Regions from separate parts of the Canis lupus genome. Here region 2 is linked to region 1. Evidence: chromatin contacts called from public Hi-C data. All regions are on one chromosome and are shown on one strand. Each heading gives the region's core, a stretch centred on a gene start, on an enhancer-like site or on the middle of the called end of the contact. The rest is flanking DNA. Distances are from core to core; before and after follow the strand shown. Region 1 holds the start of STIM1 (stromal interaction molecule 1). Region 2 overlaps STIM1 (stromal interaction molecule 1).

Region 1 (3,446 bases), core at 489-2,988:
GTGTGTTTGAGGAACTTAAAAGGCAGTGTGACTGGAGTTTGAGAGGGGAGAGAGTGGTAGTAGATGACGTGAGGAGTGTATTTTTATATCAACAGCCTAGCCCTTAAGCCAGGCAGCTGTTGGGCAAATCCCTGTTGCTGGTCTTCAGAGGGCTCTCTCAGAACAGGTAGCTAGCTAGCTTAGCACTGTCAGCCAGAGGAGAGACTGGGCCTAATTCCTTCCCCTACCTCCCATGCCAAGGACAGGGTAGGGCACAGAGCAGGTTTTAGTAAAGATCTGCTGACAGCATACTCGAGAGAGAACAGGAAATGCAGGCTCTGTTGAAGGAGGCCTAGGCGCGGCTCTCTCTTCATTGGGGCACTCATTCTAAGTCGCTAACACCTCCTCCAAGCGACAGTGAGAGCTGGGAGAGAGGCCGAGAGGAACCAGCCAAGGCCCTACCCACAAAAACCTCAAAGGGGAGGGGATTTGAGGGGCAGGTAGGAAAATGAGCTGTGACAGTTAAAGGGAGGGCATCCGACTTCCCTTGAATGAGGCGGAGGGGGCGGTCAGGAAGGCAGATGGAGTCCTTTAGCCGACTTCAGTGGTGTGTGGGGCAATTTTAACTATAGTGTTTTGGACGTTTCATTTTGTTTTCTGGCATCATTTCCTCCCTAAACACTTGCAGTCCCTAAAGGGTTGCCTCGGGGCGGATCCTAGCTTCACTCCCCAACCCCTCTGCAAAGGGGCAGGGCCTCCCAGGAGCGCGAGTCCCGCCTGCAGCACCCAGATTTGCCCGCCAGGGGCCGCTGCGCACGGGTGCCTAAGCGCGCAGGTTCCGAAACTGCAGCGAGGAGGAAGCTGATTGGCTGCGCGGCGCGGCGGGAGGGCGGAGCCTGAGAGCCGGCCGGGAGTGGGGGGCTGGGAGCGCGCCCCCGGCCCAGCCCGGCCCAGCCCGGCCCAGCCCGGCCCAGCCCGGCCCAGCCCGGCCCAGCCCGGCCCAGCCCGGCCCAGCCCGGCCCAGCCCGGCCCGGCGGCGGTGGCTTCCCGCAGCCCGGGGCTGCGGTCGTTGTGCCGGGGGCCTGTGCCCAAGCCGGCCCTAGAGCTGAGGCGAGTGGAGCCGCGCCGAGGCCCGGAGGTCCGGGCGGGGCAGTTCCTGCCGCCGTCGCCGCAGGCCTGGGTTACCTGAGCAACTGCGTGTCCGGGGCCCGCCCACCGGCGGGCGGGGAGAGCGGGAGAGGCTCCCGTGGGCGGAGGGGCGGCCGAGCCCCGACCCTTGGCGCGGAGCGGGGTCCTGTCGGAGACCCGTGCGGGCCAGGGCCGGGGGCGTGCGGCGGCCGCCTCCAACAGGTTATTCCGGGAGGAGCCGGGCGCTGGGGCTGGCCGGGCTTCGCCGGGGGCCGGGCGGCGCGGGGCGGGCCTGCAGGAGAGCACGCCCCCGCCCGCCCCGGGCCCGCCCCGCGCCGCCCCGCGCCGCCCCCCGCCCCCCGCCGCCCGCCTGCCGCGGAGCCGCTGTCCCGGGCCTGGCCAGTGCGCGTCCGCCTGCTGAACCTGGGCACCGCCGAGCGCCTGGGCACGGGGCCGGGCGGGGGCGCTGACCTCGGCCTAGGAGGCCTGGGATCCCGGAGCCGCCCGCGCCCGCGCCCGCGGGGACCTGCGAGTCGCACGCGCTCCCCGAGCCTGTGCTGCCGGCGGCTCCTCGGCGGGGCGAGGCCAGGTGCCCCCCTCTTCCCCTCTCTGCCCTCCCTCCCCCGCCCCGGTACCCGGGAGATCCCGCCCGCCCGCTCCTCCCGCAGAGGTGTAGCCCGCTGCGGAGCTGACAGCGGCCCGCGGCCGCCGTGTCCAAACTCTCCGGAAGCGGCTGGAGCAGACTCGGCGCTCAGGCCGCCGCAGCTCCCGCGGACCCGCTGTTGGACCCGAGGCTCCCGCCCTCCTCCCGCGCCCAAACTTGGAGCGCTTGACCTTTGGCTGTCGGAGGAGGCAGGCCGGCGGGTGGCTGGACAGCTGCGGCGCCTCGAGGGCATCTTGCCTGGGGTTCCAGGACTGTCGGCTACACTTCTGGGCTCCCGGGTTTGCCCTGGGATCCCGAGGTGTCCACATCAGGCGCATGTTGACTGAGACCTGGAGTCATGGATGTGTGCGCCCGTGTTGCCCTGTGGCTCCTCTGGGGGCTCCTCCTGCATCACGGCCAGAGCTTCAGCCATAGCCACAGCGAGAAGGCGACAGGAGCTGGCTCAGGGGCTACTTCTGAGGAGTCCACTGCAGCGGGTAAGGCCTTGCCACGGGCTGGGCTGGGCTGGGCTGGGCTGGGCTGGGAGAGTTGACCTCGGAACCTAGGTGCCTGGGTGGGCACTACGTGTGCGGTCGATGGAGGACCCGCACATGGCGCTGCCTGCCCTCCGGAGTCCAAGGAGTTCTTTCTGTTCAGGAGTCATGGCTGATGTCTCTGGCCCTCTCCAACAACTTTCCTCCTCTCTCCCCAGGATGTCTTTTGCTAGCAGTGAGAAGGGGTTGGCTTTTGGGGGCACCTTGGCCTTTCAGATCAGCGAGTGGGGACCCCTTCTCAGGACTACCTGTCTGGAAGAATGGCCTAGGCAGATGATAAGTCTATTGCTCTTTGGCGGGTTTCAGCACTTGGCGGCACAGGGGAGGTTGAGGCCACTTGGGTTGGGCAGGGAAAGTCAGGGCTGGGCCAACTCTTGTCCTATGGCTTGGTGTTGAGGTGTGCCTTTCTGTTCCAACAGGCGTGGGAAACTTAGTCCGTCCCTTCCCTTAGGTAATCTGCTGTCTTTTAGCTATCCCCTTTGAAATATCGAGGCAGTTCTTTAGATCGAATACTATCTATCACCAGGGAGTTAAATGGCTTTTTTCGAATCATGGGGATGGTGTAATTTCTGGGACCACTTGTTGATTTATTCCATTTCTTCTGACTGATGAGGGTAGGAATTCTATGATATTTTTTGATCTGTCCTGTTTTTCCTTATGCACTCCTGGAGCCTTGTGAGATATCAGGAGCTCTGGAGTTCTGTTGCAGAATGCAAAAGAAAAAAGTACTTTTAAAGTTCAGTTGTTTTACAGAAGGCTTAGAAGGAATTCAGTTTTCTTTCCCCATTTCTACCACCCTGTCACTGTGATCTATTCAAAGCATTGGGCTGTAGGTTAGGGAGAGTTTATAGCTGAGTTCTTTCTGAGGGGACTGCTCAGTGGATACCCATTGATACAAGGAGGAAAAGGGAACTTATATTCCCCTATATTATAAGTTAAAATATAACTTCCCAAGGCTGGGAAGTTTCATGGATGGATCCAGATGCTGGCTTTGATGGTTGACTGTTCTCGGAAAACCCCCCTCTTTTAACTTGATTGGCCCAGGTGTGATTCCAGGTACCCGAGGGCTGAGTTCTAAGTAGGGCTGCCCTTTGTACAAGTGTAGTACCTAGGCTGTTATTTTGAAGATAGGTTCTTCTTGG
Region 2 (3,398 bases), core at 190-2,689, 42 kb after region 1:
GGATTGTTTTCTTAATTTTTTTCCTGATAGTTCATTATTAGTGCATAGAAATGCAGCAGATTTCTATATATTAATTTTATATCCTACAACTTACTGAATTTATTTATTAGTTCTAATAGCTTTCTGGTAGAGTCTTTAGGATTTTCTATCTATAGTATTATGTCATCTGCAAATAGTGACAGTTTTACTTATTTTCCAATGTGGATGTCTTTTTTTTCTGGTTGATCTAAATCTTGAGTTTCCAGGCACGTGGGTGGCTCAGTGGTTGAGTATCTGCCTTTGGCTCAGGTCATGATCCCAGGGACCCTGGATCCCAGGGTCCCACATCAGGCTACCCGCTGGGAGCCTGCTTCTCCCTCTGCCTATGTCTCTGTATCTCTCATGAATAAATAACTAGAATCTTTAAAAAAATAAATCTTGAGTTTCTTTTGACTCATAGCTTTCCCTCCTCTCTTTTTTCTTTTCTTTGCAATTCTGTATTGAAGAAACTGGGTCATTTGTCTAGAAGCTTCCTAGTTTCTGGATTTTGCTGCGTATCTCTCTATGGTGGCGTTTAACATGTTCCTATACTCTCTGTATGGTACTATAAATTGGTAGTTGGATCTTGATGCTTGATCAGGTTCAGGTTTAATGTTTGTTTTTTTTTTTTTTTTTTTTTTTCAGGTTTTGAAAGAGAGAGAGAGTGAGCAAGCGAGAGAAGTCACAAGCAGGGTGTAGGGACAGAGGGAAAAGCAGACTCCTGGCTGAGCAGGAAGGATGCTGGGCTCCATCCCAAGACCCTGAGATCATGATCTGAGTGGAAGGCTAATGCTTAACTGACTGAGTCACTCAATCACTCTGCTTTTCTTTCTTTTTGTTTTTTTCTTCCTTTCTTTTTGAAAAGGTGACCAACTGTATCTGGTTTCCTCTCTTTTTGTTATGTTTAGACTGAAGAGTGGGTTCAGATATTGTCATTTGATCTATTCGTTAAAATATTTCCCTTCAGTTTTTTGCCTGATGATTTTATTTATTTATTTATTTTTTAAAAAAGATTTTATTTATTTATTCATGACAGAGAGAGAGAGAGAGAGAGTCAGAGACACAGGCAGAGGGAGAAGCAGCCTCCGTGCAGGGAGCCCGATGTGGGACTCGATCCTGGGTCCCCAGGATCACACCCGGCTAAAGGTGGCGCTAAACTGCTGGGCCACCGGGGCTGCCCCTTGCCTGATGATTTTAGGAGTCATTAATGTTTACTACCTAGATCCATTATTTCATTAAAGATCTAATTAGATATTAAGACTCCTAATTAGATATAATTTGAACTGCATTTGAAAGAGAGAGTTACACTGTTCAGAAATAAAGTTTGGAAACTATTGGATTGTAGCTGTTCTCTTAGAGCACCCATGATGAAAGGAACCAGGAACTCTAAGTGGGGACGGTGACCATAACTAACTTGTAGTACTTCTTAAGCCTTCTTTACTTCCTCATATGTGCTGTTTTTGGCCTACATTCTTTCTCAACATGACAGTTAAACCCTTCCAACAAAAAGGGGTCATATGTCTTAATCTTAAAGAGCAAAATGGATAGACTGTCTTACTCTTGAGCCAGGCTTGGGGGATGGAGCCCTAGGGGTGGGATGAGTTCTGCTTTAATGAACAAAGTGAGTAAGTCCCTGGGACCTATGCAGCTTGAAGAAGAGCCTGGAAAGTGATCTTGACAGCATCTAAGACTAGATACTTCCAGCTAAGAATGGGAGGACCTGTCCCTTATTCCACAGCACAAGGGGACTTTCCAGTCTGTCCAAAGGGCCTGCCTGCTTAGGCATCAGGTCTGTCCCATCTGACATGTTCCAGGGAAGAGTCTTGGTAGCTCTGTTTAAGGTGGACTCTTAGGAATCCTAAACTGATAACCTCAGGACAGCCTGAGGCCTCCTTGTTTTGGGCCCTGTTCTAAGGAAGGCCAAGGGCAGGAACCTCTTAGCAGTAGCTTTCGCTGATCCTTGGCCGGAAATACCTTATGCCGCTGTGGCCAAGAGAAGAGCTGCTGGGAGCACTTGGTGTTCTCTAGCCTTTGCAGAGGTCACAGACAGACAGGCAGGGGAGCAAGGCCTTAATTAGTTAGGGACTGCTGGAGTCAAGCCATTTGGCAGTGTCTTACCTCAGCTCTTCAGTGGGACTGGCTCCTTCTCCTAGTGACAGTGCAAATACTCCCTCCTTTTATAGCTTTTAGGTCTCTGAAAGATCGGTCTTTGTGAGCTTCAAGACACTTCTATGTAGTGCAGTTCAAGGCTGATTTTAATTTAATTTTATTCTTTTTAATGTATTTTATTTATTCATGAAAGAAACAGAAAGAGAGAGGCAGAGACACAGGCAGAGGGAGAAGTAGGCTCCCCACAAGGAGCTTGATGTGGGACTCGATCTCAAATCCTGGGATCACACCCTGAGCAGAAAACAACCGCTGAGCCACCCAGGCGTCCCTAAGGCTGATTTTAAAAGCTGGTTTGGTGGAATGACAAAAATTCCTTCCATCTGCGCGGTGCTTTTTAACCACTCAAGCACGTTTTATTTCATTTGTTCTGAACCAATAGTCCGTGAGTTGTAGATGAGGAAATTAAGCCCAGAAAGGAGAAGTACTTAATTAAGATTATAGCTAATTATACTCTGGATCCTGAGACCAGAGGTCTTTTTACCAATATGTGAAAGACAAAGCGAAAGGAGGAGGATGGTAAATAAAATTGGGTAACTTTTATGTGCCAGGCACTGTGTAAGGTGCTTAGCTTAGTTTTCTTACAATGTTATATGACAAGACATTTTACCACTCTGAACCCCAGAGTGGTTAAGTAACTTAGCCAAGATTATAGCTAAGAAGTGGCAGTGCCTAGATTCAGATCAAAGCCTATTTGACTTTAGAACCTGTGTCTTTCTATCATTATACTATATTCCTTGACAGTTGTTTATTCTAAAAAAAAAAAAAAACAAAAACTTATTGAGCTGCAGATGCAATACTAGGTAGAAGAGTTACGAGTTTAAGATTCAGTAATCTCCGCCCTCAGGGAACTCATCATTTTGGTGATGGCTCACTGCTACATTAGAGGGAATGGGGACAAGAAGTTGATAGAAGGATAGGAGGCAGTAGGAGCTCAGGGGCCCTTAATCTTTCATGGTAGAGGATTTGTCAGAGGAGGCTTCCCAGAGAAGTAGGTAGTCAGCTAGTCTATGATGAAGAACATAGGCCCTGGGATCAGTCTGTGTAGGTTCCATCACTTACTATAATACTTTGGGCAAGTTACTTCACCTCTCTGAACCTACTGTCTTATCTATAACATGGAGATAATTATATTATCTACCTCAAAGGGCTGTTGTGAAGATTAAGATGAGATAATTCATGTTGAACATTTAGCAGATTGCCTGACACATAAT

Evidence for each region. A called contact is a pair of places that touch in the nucleus more often than the background predicts.
Region 2: a contact with region 1 is called in a Hi-C map of blood, with 2.1 times the contacts expected there. The contact joins the enhancer-like site here to the promoter of STIM1 in region 1. A contact is called at or near these places in 3 of 9 Hi-C or Micro-C datasets (all in blood).

The regions. Positions count from the first base shown.
Region 1 is chr21:26,512,932-26,516,377 of UU_Cfam_GSD_1.0, forward strand. It overlaps STIM1 (stromal interaction molecule 1), which reads left to right and starts at 1,739. Exons shown (of 13, transcript XM_038568828.1): 1 at 1,739-2,247. The coding sequence starts at 2,109.
Region 2 is chr21:26,555,297-26,558,694 of UU_Cfam_GSD_1.0, forward strand. All of the region lies in intron 1 of STIM1 (stromal interaction molecule 1), which reads left to right. Among named protein-coding and RNA genes, the nearest start is that of STIM1, 42 kb to the left of the region's middle. Within about 2 kb of position 1,440, at least 6 of the 20 cell types and tissues checked have an H3K27ac peak or open chromatin away from gene starts, as enhancers often do. A contact at or near this core is called in blood, where this site is marked.